2 separate regions of the Mus musculus genome follow, and region 1 is linked to region 2. Evidence: chromatin contacts called from public promoter capture Hi-C data. All regions are on one chromosome and are shown on one strand. Each heading gives the region's core, a stretch centred on a gene start, on an enhancer-like site or on the middle of the called end of the contact. The rest is flanking DNA. Distances are from core to core; before and after follow the strand shown.

Evidence for each region. Capture Hi-C pulls out chosen DNA fragments and counts their contacts.
Region 1: a promoter capture Hi-C map of adipose tissue shows a contact between it and region 2. The contact joins two enhancer-like sites. A contact is called at or near these places in 1 of 15 datasets of contacts at CTCF or cohesin (CD8 T cells) and 2 of 9 other capture datasets (adipose tissue and liver).

The regions. Positions count from the first base shown.
Region 1 is chr11:75,258,212-75,264,965 of GRCm38.p6, forward strand. It overlaps Rtn4rl1 (reticulon 4 receptor-like 1), which reads left to right. Exons shown (of 2, transcript NM_177708.5): 2 at 6,546-6,754. All of the region lies in intron 1 of Gm35117 (a long non-coding RNA gene), which reads right to left. Among named protein-coding and RNA genes, the nearest start is that of Gm35117, 13 kb to the right of the region's middle. Within about 2 kb of position 2,255, at least 52 of the 459 cell types and tissues checked have an H3K27ac peak or open chromatin away from gene starts, as enhancers often do. A contact at or near this core is called in adipose tissue, where this site is marked.
Region 2 is chr11:74,990,938-74,997,869 of GRCm38.p6, forward strand. The region is part of intron 10 of Smg6 (Smg-6 homolog, nonsense mediated mRNA decay factor (C. elegans)); the gene reads left to right. Among named protein-coding and RNA genes, the nearest start is that of Srr, 68 kb to the left of the region's middle. Within about 2 kb of position 1,759, at least 76 of the 459 cell types and tissues checked have an H3K27ac peak or open chromatin away from gene starts, as enhancers often do. A contact at or near this core is called in adipose tissue, where this site is marked.

The DNA.
Region 1 (6,754 bases), core at 1,005-3,504, 270 kb after region 2:
CTGGGCATTGAGTGCTTGGACCTGGGGTGCTGGGCCTGGGATGCTGGGTCGGGGTGCTGGGCCTGGGATGCTGGGCCTGGGGTGCTGGGTCTGGGGTGCTGGGCCTGGGATGCTGGGTCTGGGGTGCTGGGCCTGGGATGCTGGGCGTGGGATGCTGGGCCTGGGGTGCTGGGTCTGGAGTGCTGGGCCTGGGATGCTGGGTCGGGGTGCTGGGCCTGGGGTGCTGCAGGATAAAAGGGCCCTGGGTTGTCACTCTCAGTCTCCAGAGGTAGATGTGAGTTTATGTGCATGAACTCAGACACATGCAAATGCCTAGCAAACACAACCATGTCTCCATCCATATGCAACAGGCCAACACCTGTGTACACATAAACACCTCAGGTACACATCTACACAGACATGCACATAAATACAGAGCTCAAATATCCACTAGCACACACTAACACTCTGAGTTCAGCCCTCATTCCTGGACTGCAGGCACAGAGCCATAGTATGATATTATACTAACGTGTGTGTGTGTGTGTGTGTGTGTGTGTGTGTGTGTGTTTCCTCCTTGACTGCTCCCCCACTAAGATTTTTAATTTGGGTGGCAAGTCAAGTGGGTTTCTCTATGTAGCCTTGGCTGTCCTAGAACTCACTTTGTAGAATAGGCTGGCCTCAAACTCACAGAGCTCCATCTGTCTTTGCCTCCCAAGCACCTGGATTAAAGATGTGCCCCACCATATCTGGCTTCCTCTCTTCATAAACCCAGACATTTCTGTTTGAAAGGTTTTGGTCCTGGCCCCTTTTAGAGTGACTAACTTTTTTTTTTCTTTAGCATTATTCCAGTTTAGTGCTGAAAATCCCATACCTTGGGAAACTCCCCAGTCCCAGTCTATTTCCCCTTGCCCAGGAAAGGACTGGTATTGGGTCCTTCTCAGAGTGCTCATCCAACAAACGGTCACTTCCTTGATGGGCCTAAGGAGTCTTGATGTGAGCCAAGTTCAGGTGTCTGTTCTCCTGAAGGCTCTGAGTCTCCCAGGACTAATTACAACCAACATTTATCGAGCACCTACTATGATCCAGGCCCCAGGCTTGAGCCTAGGGCTTCCTGAGTGTCATCATTCAATTCTCCAGAGACTTGAGAAGGTAATTCCCTCCCCCAGAACTGTTAATGAGCACCTACTGTGTGCAGGGAGCACACTCATCAGAACAAAGTGGCAGCGGACATAAAGGAAACAAGTGACTTATGTCGTGCTGTCCAAGAGGTCGCGTGCTGTAGAGTAAAATGTCCCAGGAAAGAAGCTCCTTGCAAATCGCTGCTCAAGAGTGGCTTCTCTGGGAAGCAGCCCTGCAGACACACTGGGAACCGGTCCAGGTAGATGGAACAGCATGGACAAAGGCAGGAGGGAGGCTGAGGGCTGGCATGTGGGAGGGACGGCAGCAAGGTCTGTGTAGCCAGGGAGAGGCAGGGCCTCTGGGCTGGGAGAAAGACCTGGGGCAGCTTCTAGTTAGATGGGCACTCTGGAGGATGCAGACTAAGGAGCAGCCCTTCCTGACTCACTTTCCCTGGACTACCCTAGTTCCTGTTGAAGGAGGTGTAGGGGTGAGGAGGCAGGGCTTGCGGGGGGGGGGGGAGGGCATCCAGGAGGCTACTGGGTGAATGGTAGCAATAGCGAGTATGATAAGTGGATAGATACTGGATACATTCTAAAATCTAGCCAGCAGAATTTCCCCAGAGTGAGCCACGGTGATTCTGAGGTGTTCCTCCCAGGCAGCTGATGTAAAGGGACCATCTTTACCCAAGATGGAGAAGTTGTGAACGGAGGAGGCCGGAGAGGAAGAGAAGAGCTTGGTTTGGATGGTTTCAGTTAGACAGATGGAGATGTGGGAAGGGCAGGTGGGTACCAGTATCTGTGGGCTGGAGGACTGGCTGAGCTTCCAATGACTGCCCCATTTTGCAGGTGAGGAAAACGAGGCTCCTGCAAGCATTAAAAGGAGCAGCCAGGATTCAACTTAGGCCTCTGGCTCCACAGCCCTGTTCTACTCACAGCCATGGATAGGAGGCTGCCGGCCGCTCTGCACAGCAGTGGAGGCTGAGATGGGAGCCCAGCTGTTCCCTGGCCAGCTTTCTTGTCTTCAGGGCCGAGCCAGGAAGGAGCCTGTGTTTAGAACACAAGTGGCACAAGTGCCAAGTGGCCTGAGGCGCCAGCAGCCCCAGGAGTGCAGCTGGCCTGGCCTGAGGCCGCCATCCCCACAGCAAGAGAGCATTCGGTTAACATCGATTGCTCAGAGAAGAGCAGCTGGCCAGGCTGGGGGCAGGGAGGGAGGACTGAAGGCCAGAGAGATTGGCTACATGGCCAAGAAGCAGCCTACAAAGCTTCAGAGAGACCCACTGACCTGCCCAGGGGCCATGGGGATGCCTCTACTTAGGGGTAGAGGGGCAGCCCCTTGGGTGCTAAGCTGCAGCAGCTGTCCTGACACTTTGGAGCCTGAGAAAGCTGACCAGCCCTATTCGAGGCTGCTCTACCTACTCCAGGCATCAGGGAGCTGGCTAGAGCCCCAGCCTGAAGGCAGGGTAGCTTGGTAGGACCTGTCCCCCTGCTGTGTTCTCCAGCTGCAACCAGCCACTGATGCTCTGGGCACCTCATTTTCTTCTGTGCAAATGTGGCTTCCGGAAGGGCTTTTCATTAAAGACATATTCCCAGCGTCAGATCTTCCTCGTTAGTTCTGGTGGCCAGGGTGCTACAGGGCCCCTACTAAACTGGCTTGTGAGGTCTGGGTTTAGCAGACAGGCCCTGTTGATGCTGGTTCTGGTGCCAAGCTCTCTGGCCACCCGAGCCCAGCTGAGCTGAGGTTACAGTATTCCTTGGAGGCTCTGCACCATTAGAGGGGGTGAGAAGCACAGGCCCTTTCCCACCCCAGTGCCTTTGCACATGCTATTCCGCTGCCTTAGCCTTGCCACCTATCCTACCAGGTCTGGTCCCATGGGACCATGGTGAGGTGGCTTTTCATGCTCAGCTTGGCAGGAAGAGTTTGGGGCTTGCCAGCTGACCCAAGGCCACTGCTAGCTCCCTTGCTTGCATGCCTTCTGTTGAGTGTGTGCTGAGGTCTGAGCAGATTCCCCTCCCAGCCAAGGCAGCTGAACAGAGCAGACCCTTCTCAGCCCTAGTTCAAAGGTCAAAAACTCTGGCAGGTTGCAGAAGGGCTGGTGTTACAGAGGGGATCAGTGACCAAGCAATGCTGACTGGTAGCCCAGGGATAGCAGAGGCTTTCCTTAGGCCCCTCTCTTAATTTCCCCTATACTCTCCTGGTACCCACCAGGGTATTGCCACCGCATATGCAAATGGGGCATGATGCTCATTGTCAAGCCCTTCCCACACTGTCTTCCATGGCTCTCCTAGACTAGGGGGCAAGTATGAATGGAAGAAGGAATGACGGAGGCTGTAGAGCCCCTTGGGAGCTCACGTGCGTGGGAGGCCGGAGGCTTGAGAGTAACGAAGCAGAACACGATGAAGGGCACCTCCTGGAGGGGAAGGAGAGTGGAACTGGGTCTTCTCCCTTCCGCCCCCTCAAGTAGAAGGCAGCCCTGCCCAAGAGGCGCTTGATGAGTCTGGCAGAAGAGGTGCAGGGCCCCTCCACAGAGACTTGGATTCCTGCTAATTTGCAATGTTAAAATGCATGGCAAAGGCTCCATCCTCATTGTTGGTACATTAATCAGGCAATCAGTGGGGCGGGGCTCCCAAGGGCCTCATAGAGGGGGCATAGAAGGCGCCATGGTGATACAGTGCTTGCCTCCCTAGGAAGAAACCTGCTGGTGACAATCCTAGGATTGGCACCTACTGACTCAGGCAAGGAGTCCAGAAGTGGCCAGGGCTGACTAGGACAGCTTGCTCAGGGTCCTGGAGTAATACCACTGGCTTTCAAAGACATGGATGCAGAGTGGCTGAGCCCCTCAACACCCCCCCCCCATTAGAAGAGATGGAGGCTTGGAAGGTTAACATCCCTGGCATGTGGAAAAATACTAAAGGACAGAGACCAGCTGTCCTGAGCCTACATCCTATTAGTATGCTTCCAGAAGAGCACTTCACTGCAGGAAGTGACTGTCCTACAAGGACAAGGTCCTTGTGGTCCATTGCCTTAGGCCTCCTAGTGATGATAGCCTTGAGATAACAGGGGAACTGAGCCTGGTTCTGCATCAGGTCTTGGCTAGAGTCCCTTTGTCCCCCCATTGCCCTTTTAGAGGGAAAACCCCAGTCCTACCTTCATGCCGTTCTGCCGCCTGCCTCCTCCACTTGCCACGGTATGTTTATAAACTGGTTACTAAGTCCACACCTGAGGTTTGGTTCAGTTTGATTTTTTTTTTCCTAAATAGAGCTGTAGCCTGTATTCCTTGGAGGCCCCTATGTAAGGGGGGTAATCTCCCCAAGGGACTTCCAGATTCTTTTGGGGTGCACAGAGACAGAGCAGCCACAGTAGGTGGGAGAACACAGGGGAAGTTGAGGGTACAACAAAAGCCCTCTGTAAACTCCGATGAGCTGTACAAATGTCGAATGGTATTAGTGATAAGCCCACTGCAACCCCTACCTGCCTGCAGCTGCAGGCCGGGGAAGAAAAGCTTTCATTTTCACAGGACCCCCCAGTGAAGAAGGCTCTGCTGTGTCTCATCCAGCATAAAATGTGGGGCAAGCATCATGAATGTCCTTGAACCTAGAGTCCAGGCTTTCCCAGGGGACCGTTGGGAAAGGTTCTGGCAAGAATGGCCTTCCTGGAAGAGAGGGTGCAAGCCAAGCAGGGAGGTTGGAGCTGTGGGTCTGTGGACTGTGCAGCCAGTGTGAGTGCTGGTGGCACAGGGCAGGCTCCCCTCCCTCCGACTGTGCCTCCCTCTGCAGCACAGGATCCCTAGGACAGAGGCTGGCAGGCTGGAGGCCACACCCAGGATGCTGAGGAGGAAGATCGACAGAGTAACATCTAGACACGTTTTGGAGCAGGAAATTGAGGCAGAGATGGTTATAGCCTGCATGCTGTCTAAGGGCCGGTGGGCAGAAAGCACTGCAGAGGGCCTGCAGGGCATGGCCCGGCCCAGAAAGGGGTCCTATGCTGTGCCACCCCTGCTGCTGAGGTCATAATTGCTCTGAAATCACAACTGAACCCAATTATGCAAAAACTAAATTATATGCGATGATTTTTATGTGCTAGAAACATTCTAGCTGAAGCCGGGTGATTACAGGGACGAGAAGCAGCTGCCACTCTCTGGGAGCCCATAACTCCCAACAGCTGGGAGCTGTCAACTTACGATGCTGTTTCTGTTGGGAATGGGGGGGGGCGTCAGAAGTCAAGGTGGCAACCTACTCTGCCAGGGGCCTGGGCAGTCCCTGGGCCTGGGACCCCAAGTGGGAAGCCTGGTCAGAAGGTCCCTGCTCCTTCCACTTGCTCTGAGCACAGCTAGCAGCAAGAAGATTCAGCTCAGCTCATATTCCCCCAGGGGCCCTGGCTCTCCCAAGAGTCCCAGCTGAACAAGCTGGAAAAGAAGGGGCAAGAGGCCAACTGAGGCGACATAGGTCGTGGCTGCCTGGCCCTTCAGGGTGGGCGCCCGTAGGCCTGGAGCCTGTCCCCATCTTCCTGACGCGCCTGCTGGGCCACTTGGGGCAGCTGTGACCCTGGAAAAAGGCAGGTAATGACAATCGTCCATAATGAGGCGGCTTCCATAATGAGCATAGGCCTATTACCCGACCACAGGCTGGACACATCCGAAAATAATTATTTTAAGGATCCATTAACGAATGCCTAATTAATGCCCAATTAGAGGGAAGCTACAGAGGAAATGCTCTGGACAGTCAAGAGGCAAGGCCCGGTTTTACAGCCACAGCCTGGCAATCTCCAGCACAGGAGGGGGGGGTGTGAATGGGGGAGAGGAGCATGCAGCCTCGATCTGGCAGTACTGTGAACCCCAAGGGAAGCCTCGTGCGTCAGCCCTGGTGTCACTCACAGCCCCTCACAGAAATGTGCCTTGTCTGTACACACAGCCCTGTGAACTGTGTTTAACTCATGAGGAAACAGCCATGGAGGAGTTGTAGGTTTGAAGTTTTTGTACCACAGTGTGAAAGAGGCGCTTATTGAGGCATGCTTTGGTACCATGGACTCAATGCTTTCTTTATTTTGAGGAATTATTTAAATAAAGTGATCATTCAGGACTCCAGATTTGCTTTGTTAGAGTCATTCCTTGCTAAGGCAGCTAACAGTGAGCGAGTGGCAGAGCCGGACCCAGAGCCGGAGGCCGACTCGCCTGTGTTCACAAGTGTGTTCCACCCTGCGGTGGGGCTGACAGTCTGAAGAAGTGTTCGGATGGAATTAGAGACTTTAGGGACAGAGCTAAAGAGGTGAGGAGATAATGTGGGCCTTGGCCCCAAATGCCCTGTCCAAGGGACCCCTGCATACAATACAGAGGACAGAACCTCTGTGAGCCAACAGAGTCATTTGCCAGTCCCCCATTCCACCCTCTGTTCCCCATCTATCTCCACCTCCTCTGGGCAGCCCCTCACTGCTGTTCTGTCTCTCCCCACCAGGGTGCTGTGTGGAATTGCTGCTGTTGCTGCTCGCTGGAGAGCTACCTCTGGGTGGTGGTTGTCCTCGAGACTGTGTGTGCTACCCTGCGCCCATGACTGTCAGCTGCCAGGCACACAACTTTGCTGCCATCCCGGAGGGCATCCCAGAGGACAGTGAGCGCATCTTCCTGCAGAACAATCGCATCACCTTCCTCCAGCAGGGCCACTTC
Region 2 (6,932 bases), core at 509-3,008:
CTTAGGTAAGGCTGATGTGGTTTGACTTGGTAGAAATATGTAGTCTGAGTGACATTATTTTGTGTTTCTTTACACCATGTTGCCAAGGAGTCATTCCAGAGCATCAACAGGGAATGTTTGCTCAGATTCTTATCTGCAGTGCCAGGAAGTAGGAATTGCCCCATGGAGACTGTGTCACAAAGCAGATGTAATGTCTCTGGACAGTGCCACTGGCTCTTCAGTTCACCTTTTCTCAGAAATTTCTCCTCTCACCTGCACTTGATCTGCTTCCCTTCCTGTCCATATTAGGATCTATGTTCAACTTGCTGCTGCTAGGGAACTTCCGTAATGAGTGAGCCTGCCGAACTTTCCCTATGGACAGGGCTTCTCTTGGGATTTGAGGAGCTTCTTAGCTGGTCTGCCTGGGTTTTCAATCATATCAGTCCTGGAAGACATTTCCTCATCAGGTTGACTTATACAGCATCCAAAATGTTCAGCAATGGGCAAGATACAGAGGCTTAGGAGCCTTCACAACTTAGCCAATTTTTTGCTGAGGTGGCTGTTTGCTGAGGTGGGGTTGCCAGAGGCCTGGAGCCTTAAGGGACAGCACTGATTTCTAAGGAGAAGGAAATAAATAAGTTTGTAAAATGCTGCCCTAGTGAGGCTGTGCAGTCCTAAAGGGAGGGAAATTTTGCTACCAAGAATGAAGCTCTCAGGGTGTGGTGGCACATGCCTTTAATTTTGGTCTACTTATCGAGTTCCTGACTAGCCAGAACTACATAGTAACACTGTCTGCTCAATGGGCTCTGTAAGTAGGGCCTCCAGTTGCCCCTGTATTCATTTTCTGCTTTCCTACCCAAGCCACCACTGCCGTGTGAGCTGGAGAGCTGGGACACACAGTTCAGCAACAACTGACATATGGTCTCTATAGATGTGAATATAAAGAACCTGGTTTCAACACTTTTGGTGGAAAGGAGTACCCTAGACTTTCATAGACCACCAGTGAGTCTTTTTCTTGTAGCTGTTAAGTAAAGGTTAAGAAAATAAGGGTGTTTGATATCAGTGGGAGGAACAGCCCTTGGGCCTGAGGGGGTTCGATATCCCAGTGTAGGGGAATGCCAGGGCGGAAAGGTGGGAGTTGGTGGGTGGGTAGGGGAGCACCCTTATAGAGGCAGGGGGGAGAGAGAATGGGATAGGAGATTTCTAGGGGGCAGGGGGAGACCTAGGAAGGGGGTAAAATTTGAAATATAAATAAAGAAAATATCCAATAAAAGAAAAAAAGAAAGAAAATATGGGTGAAAGGAAGATAAAGGATAGAGGACTCTTGCGTATTTGAGGCCAAGATACTTTTGTAGCACTTTTCTGTAGTTGGTCATGAGGTGGATCCTCTAGTCAGGAATGACAAGTAAAGGCCTATAGCCCCACTCCCTGTACTGCCCTTGCCCTGGCTCTCACCTCCATGAGGCAAGAGGAGCCTGAGCTGAGGTGGTCACAGGCTCCAAGGGTGGTTCAGGGAAAAACAACCCAGGCCACAGGATATAACACTCAACTGGGACACAGAGCTCTGCGGACGTGCTGCCAAGTACCCGGTGTGCAGCTGAGGCGGCCATCCAGACCCCACTGTGTGGGCTGCCATTGGGATAGGGGTGAACAGAGCACTCAGCAGGGCTGGTTGGTGGGAAGATGCACTTTTCCATTTCCCAGCACATGAGTCATCTTCTCTGGGCCCCTGTGCTGTGCTTGCACGGACAGTGGCAAGAAGGGGGTGTTGTGGCTGAGTAGCAGCATCTGTGCCGGGGGTGGAGAGAGAAGAGGGCTGGGGAGAGGGTAACGATTTAAGTCCTTCACTAATCAGCAGCACTTTGAATCACATTTTTATGAGTAAGGAAGTGATAAATCAAGCTCTGTGTGTTCAGCCCCCAAGTTCTGTCAGCTGGTGCCCTTCTAACGGGTTCTCTCCCATCTAGTCTGCAGGCTGTCACAGTCACCACCTAGCCACAGGACCCTGGCTGTCTGAAACCAGGAAGTAAGGCCTGACACAGCCTGGCCTCCCAGGTGCTTTGGGTCCACGGTGATTTGGCAGTCATTGCAAGTTACAGAACATCTGGACCATCATTTTTCTTTCCATTCCCTCTTGGATATGTCCTTCTGGGTGGGTGTTTACATATGTCAGTTCCTGGATTCTCTGGAGAAGAGCATTCCAGCCTGAAGCAGAGGTGATCTTGTAGCCCAGAAAGATGTTAGATCCTTTGTCCTTGTCAGAGCCATTTCCATAGATGTGGGGTCAGAATTATGATTTGGAGAGCAACAGAGCTTCCTTAAAAAGTGTGTTCTTTGCTGATGGCCCCCAGTCCTGCAGTACTATCATAGGTCATTCTTGTGTTTTGTGTTCCCTTTTCAAGAACTACCTTCTACTACAGTAGGCCAGGGTATACATAATGTGCTTGCTAACATTTTATGGTATTTACTTTTTAAATAAGCTTTTATTGTAGACTTGAAATATTTACAAGCTTTGGATATGGTAGGAGACAAAGTAGGGGGGCAAAACTGTGGTAGAGAGAATGGTGTCCTCCCCTGCATTAGGTTTTGGAGATACTAACTTCCTTGATCATGAGCCCTATGCAAGATCCTACCCCTGTGGTATTAGAGTCAGCTTGGAATCCTAGCACTCTCTACGAGATGATTGGAGACAGCTACATTTGAGGTCAGGATGGGATATTTGGGGGTCCTTAGGCTGGTATTCATTAGACACAGGTATTTATTGAATGCATGTATGTTGAATGCAAGAAGTTGAAGGCCATGGCTCTAGGAAAGCTGTGTGCCTTGCTTGGCTAATCTTCAAAGTTGGTAGCTAAATGGCTGGTTCCTCGAGTGATGTCACAATGTCTGTAGCATTCAGAGCCTAAAAGGAGAAAAGGCCTTCTTCCTGTATCTCAGTATTTAATACTTCAGTAGCCATTTGGGTAGCTGGTAAGAAGCTAAAAGGTAAATTGTTGAATTTAACCACAAGTACTTCAAGAACTTTAATTTAAAAAAAAAATGTAACTTAAGGAAATAAAACTAGTTTCTCGAGGACAAGTAACTGAAGCAACATTTGTGGTAGGGCATCATGGAAACCTCTTTGCATCCCCCATCTGTGCCCAATTTATTCCAATCTGGACTTCCACTCGGTGCCCCCACTCTTTTTAAAAATATGATTTATAATTTTTGAAATCAAAACCATCTCAGGCACACTGTTTTATTTTACTATATTATTGGATTATATTTCCTATAAATCACTGGATATTACTCATTGGCCACCATTGGAATAACTTCCCTTTTCTGTGCCCTGGCCTTTTCTTTTCCCTTCTCTATTTGTTCATAGAGTATGACTCCATTTCAGTCCTGCGGAAGAGCCCTAGTAGCAGCAAGAGGGCACCCAAGAGACACTTTGTGAGTGTGTGTGTGTTCATGTTGCTTGCTCTAAGGGAACATCTAGGAGTTAGAATTGGGCAGAGTCAGACTGGCTTTCATTTCATGATCCTTCATGTTTGCTTTTGGTTTGGTTTGGTTTCTGTTTTTTGAGACTGCATCTCATTCTGTAGCCCAGGCTTGTTTCAAGAAATACTCCTACACCACCTCCTGAGTACTAGGATGACAGGTATGGACCACTATACCTAGCATATACATACTTTATGTTATTAATATTCCCGAATTGCAGGAAATAGAGGAAGTGACACCTAGGTGTCTTGGGGGAATTGAGAACTACAGCTGTCTACCTGGCACTAACAGTTTAACCTATAGGCATGAGCTTCTTCATGCCATTAATAATATATGGGAGGTGACTATGGTTGAGAAGTTCTAAGACTTTTGGGAAGAACAATTTGTTCTCTCGTCCAAGTTACTTTTAAGTCTTTTACTCAAGCAGAATGTATGACGTGGCAGACCCTCTGCTTGACAGAACAGTTGTACAAAGGAAATCCACCTTTCATAAGGGCTAGACTTGGGGAGGCAGGCTGTTTAGCCAGACTCCTTTCCCTTGGCAACCTGAATATGGCTGTTGCTGAAGTTTCTGGAAAAGAAGAGTGACAGAAGTAGAGGGGTCAGGGACTCACCTTTTTTTCCAGTTCTGAGTTCCAGTGTCTCTCTTGTTTTCAGAATGAATCTACTGCTTTAGGCTGAGGAAAGAGAAACTGTAGTGAAAAGTTAAATGAGGAAGTTCAGTCATGCCAATAAAATTAAGCTTACTCTTAGCATCTCTATTAAGGAGATGCTCTTTGTTTACCTGAAGATAACAGTGTGTCTTAGTGCCCATAGCTGGTTGGTATCATGAAGAGTGCAATATCCCATTGGCAGACAAGATTATGCTAAGTCTGCATTTAGTTTAAGTTGCCATTTAATTCTCAATTTGGCATCTTTTTCTCTGCCAAAGACTTACACTAAAGGAGAAATACTGTTTAGGGAAATTTTGGAAGCAAGGTTTGCAGCCACCTTTTCCATTGTTTTTCCTCAATTTATTTACTTAACTTGTTCTTCAGTGTTGGCACTCAATTCAGGTCCTAGCACATCTAGGTAAACTCTTTATCATTGAGCCAAATTCCTAGCCCCAAATATATATTTAAAGCTTGGTTTGTTAGACTTTTTAATGGGGCTTTTTTGTTTGTTAAAAGTATATGGGGCTGGAGAAATGGCTCAGAGATTAAGAGCACTGGGTGCTCTTCTAGAGGACTTAGGTTCAATTCCTAGCACCACATGGCAGCTCACAATTATATATAACTCGAATTCCAGGGGACCCATGGCACCAGGGATATATATGGTGCACATATGTATGCATGAAGGCAAAATACCTATACATATAAAATAAAAATAATTACATCTTTTAAAAAAGAAATAAAGGCCTATTTCAAGAGGAAAAAATTATTTACAAAGTTTAAATTTATATAAGAACTATATATCAAATACTATATTTTGTATATTTCATATACTATATTTTGATCATATTTACCCCCACTCTTCCTGTTTCTATTCTCTACCTTCGTATTCCCCCAACTTTGTATCTTTTGTTGTTGTTTGCAATTTGAGACAGTGTTTCTTTGTGTATCCTTTGCTGTCCTGGAACTAGCTCTTGCTAGCTTTGAATTTACAGAAATCAGACTCCTAAATCCTAGGAGTGCTGTACCATTGAGTCTGGTTCACCTACCAAACACCACACCTTTAAAGAAAATTGAGTCTTTATCCCACAGAAGCTGTCAGTAGTCCATGGCTCCTTGATAATTAGGGGTTGGTTTGTAAACCCCTTTTCTCTTTATGTTAGACTGTCGACTGCCTTGATTGTTTATAAATCTTGTGCAGTTACACACAGCTGTTGTGAGTTCATGAGTGCAGTAGTTCTGTAATGTCCAGAAGATGCTGTTTTGCTGTTGTCCTCTCTGACAGCTTATTTAAATCTTGCCCCTTGTATCTTGACAGAGGGTGTAATATAGATGTCTTATTTGTGACGGAACACTCCACTCACATATATTCTCTCCACTTTGACCCCATGTAAGTTTCTTTGTAACCCTCCAGTGCACAAAGAAACTTCTCTAATGAGGTATGAGATGTACACTAATCTATGTCTGTGGGTATAGACATAAGAATTTAGAGAGCAGTTTAATACTATGTCCATTTAGTTGAGAAACAGTAGTAGGTTTACCCTTGGGGCCTGTGATTTCCCCAGCTATGAGTTGTTGACCAGTTTTACCGTATCATGCATGTGTTTCCTCCTGTGGACTTACTAAGTGCAATCAGGAAGTGATTGGTAACCTTAGAGTATTCTTGTCACTGTCACACCAGTGGCACATCTTGCCATGCCTCTTTAATTGTAGGCCAATAGGCTTGTGACTAGTTAAAGCTGTTGATCACTTCCCCCACCCCCACCCCCACCCCCACAGCAGAATATATAATACCTTCTAGTACCAAAGCTAGCCAGCAGGAAGGGAGTTTTCTAGTCAATACCAATTTTATTTCTCTATGTTCTGTGACCAATGTGTGTAGTGTCTTTACCAGTAGGGCCTCATATTCAGCTATGGTGACCAAACAAGAGCAATGGCAATAACTTGAATTATTCTGGGGGCCTCCAGGACACCTCTGATCAACCCAAGAGGAGGTATCCCATCCCTGACAGCCTCTGGCTTCTGTGATGAGCATAATCTGCTCTGTAGGGTCACTCCAGGGACTTTATGTGAAAGAGAGAGAGGGAGGAGAGAGAGAGGGGAGAGAGAGAGAACACAGAAGAGAATGAATATGAATGTGCTTCCATATCTCTTTTTCAAAGATCCTTAGTGTTAGTTATTCCTCCCCAGCCTTATTCTTTGTCATACTCTCCAGTCCTCCTCTCACCTTACCGCCCCCACCCCCCGTGATTCCCCCCCTTCTCCTTCATCTGGCCTGTGTTCTGCTATTCCCCCCTCTTTTAAGATTTTTTTTCTCCCTCTCCACTAATAATTTCTTTCTAGCTTCCTGGATTCTACAGGTATTCCAAAGTTAAACAAACAAATCTAATATTCAAAGCTAAGACCCATATGTGAGTAAGAACATGAACATTTGTCTTTTTGGGTTGGGTTTCCTCAGAGTATAATGTTTCTAAGCTCCATTAATTTACATGGAAGTTTTGTGATTTCTTTTTTCTTTTAAAGATTTTACACACACACACACACACACACACACACACACACACACTGTAGCTGTCTTCAGACACACCAGAATAGGGCATCAGATCCCATTACAGATGGTTGTGAGCCACCATGTGGTTGCTGTGAACTGAACTCAGGACCTCTGGAAGAGCAGTCAGTGCTCTTAACCGCTGAGCCATCTCTCTAGCCCAATTTCATTTTTCTTTACAGCTGAATAAAATTCCACTGTATGTAGGTACCACATTTTCATTATCAGTTCATCAGCTAATGAGCATTTAAGCCTGTCCTAACTATTATGAATAA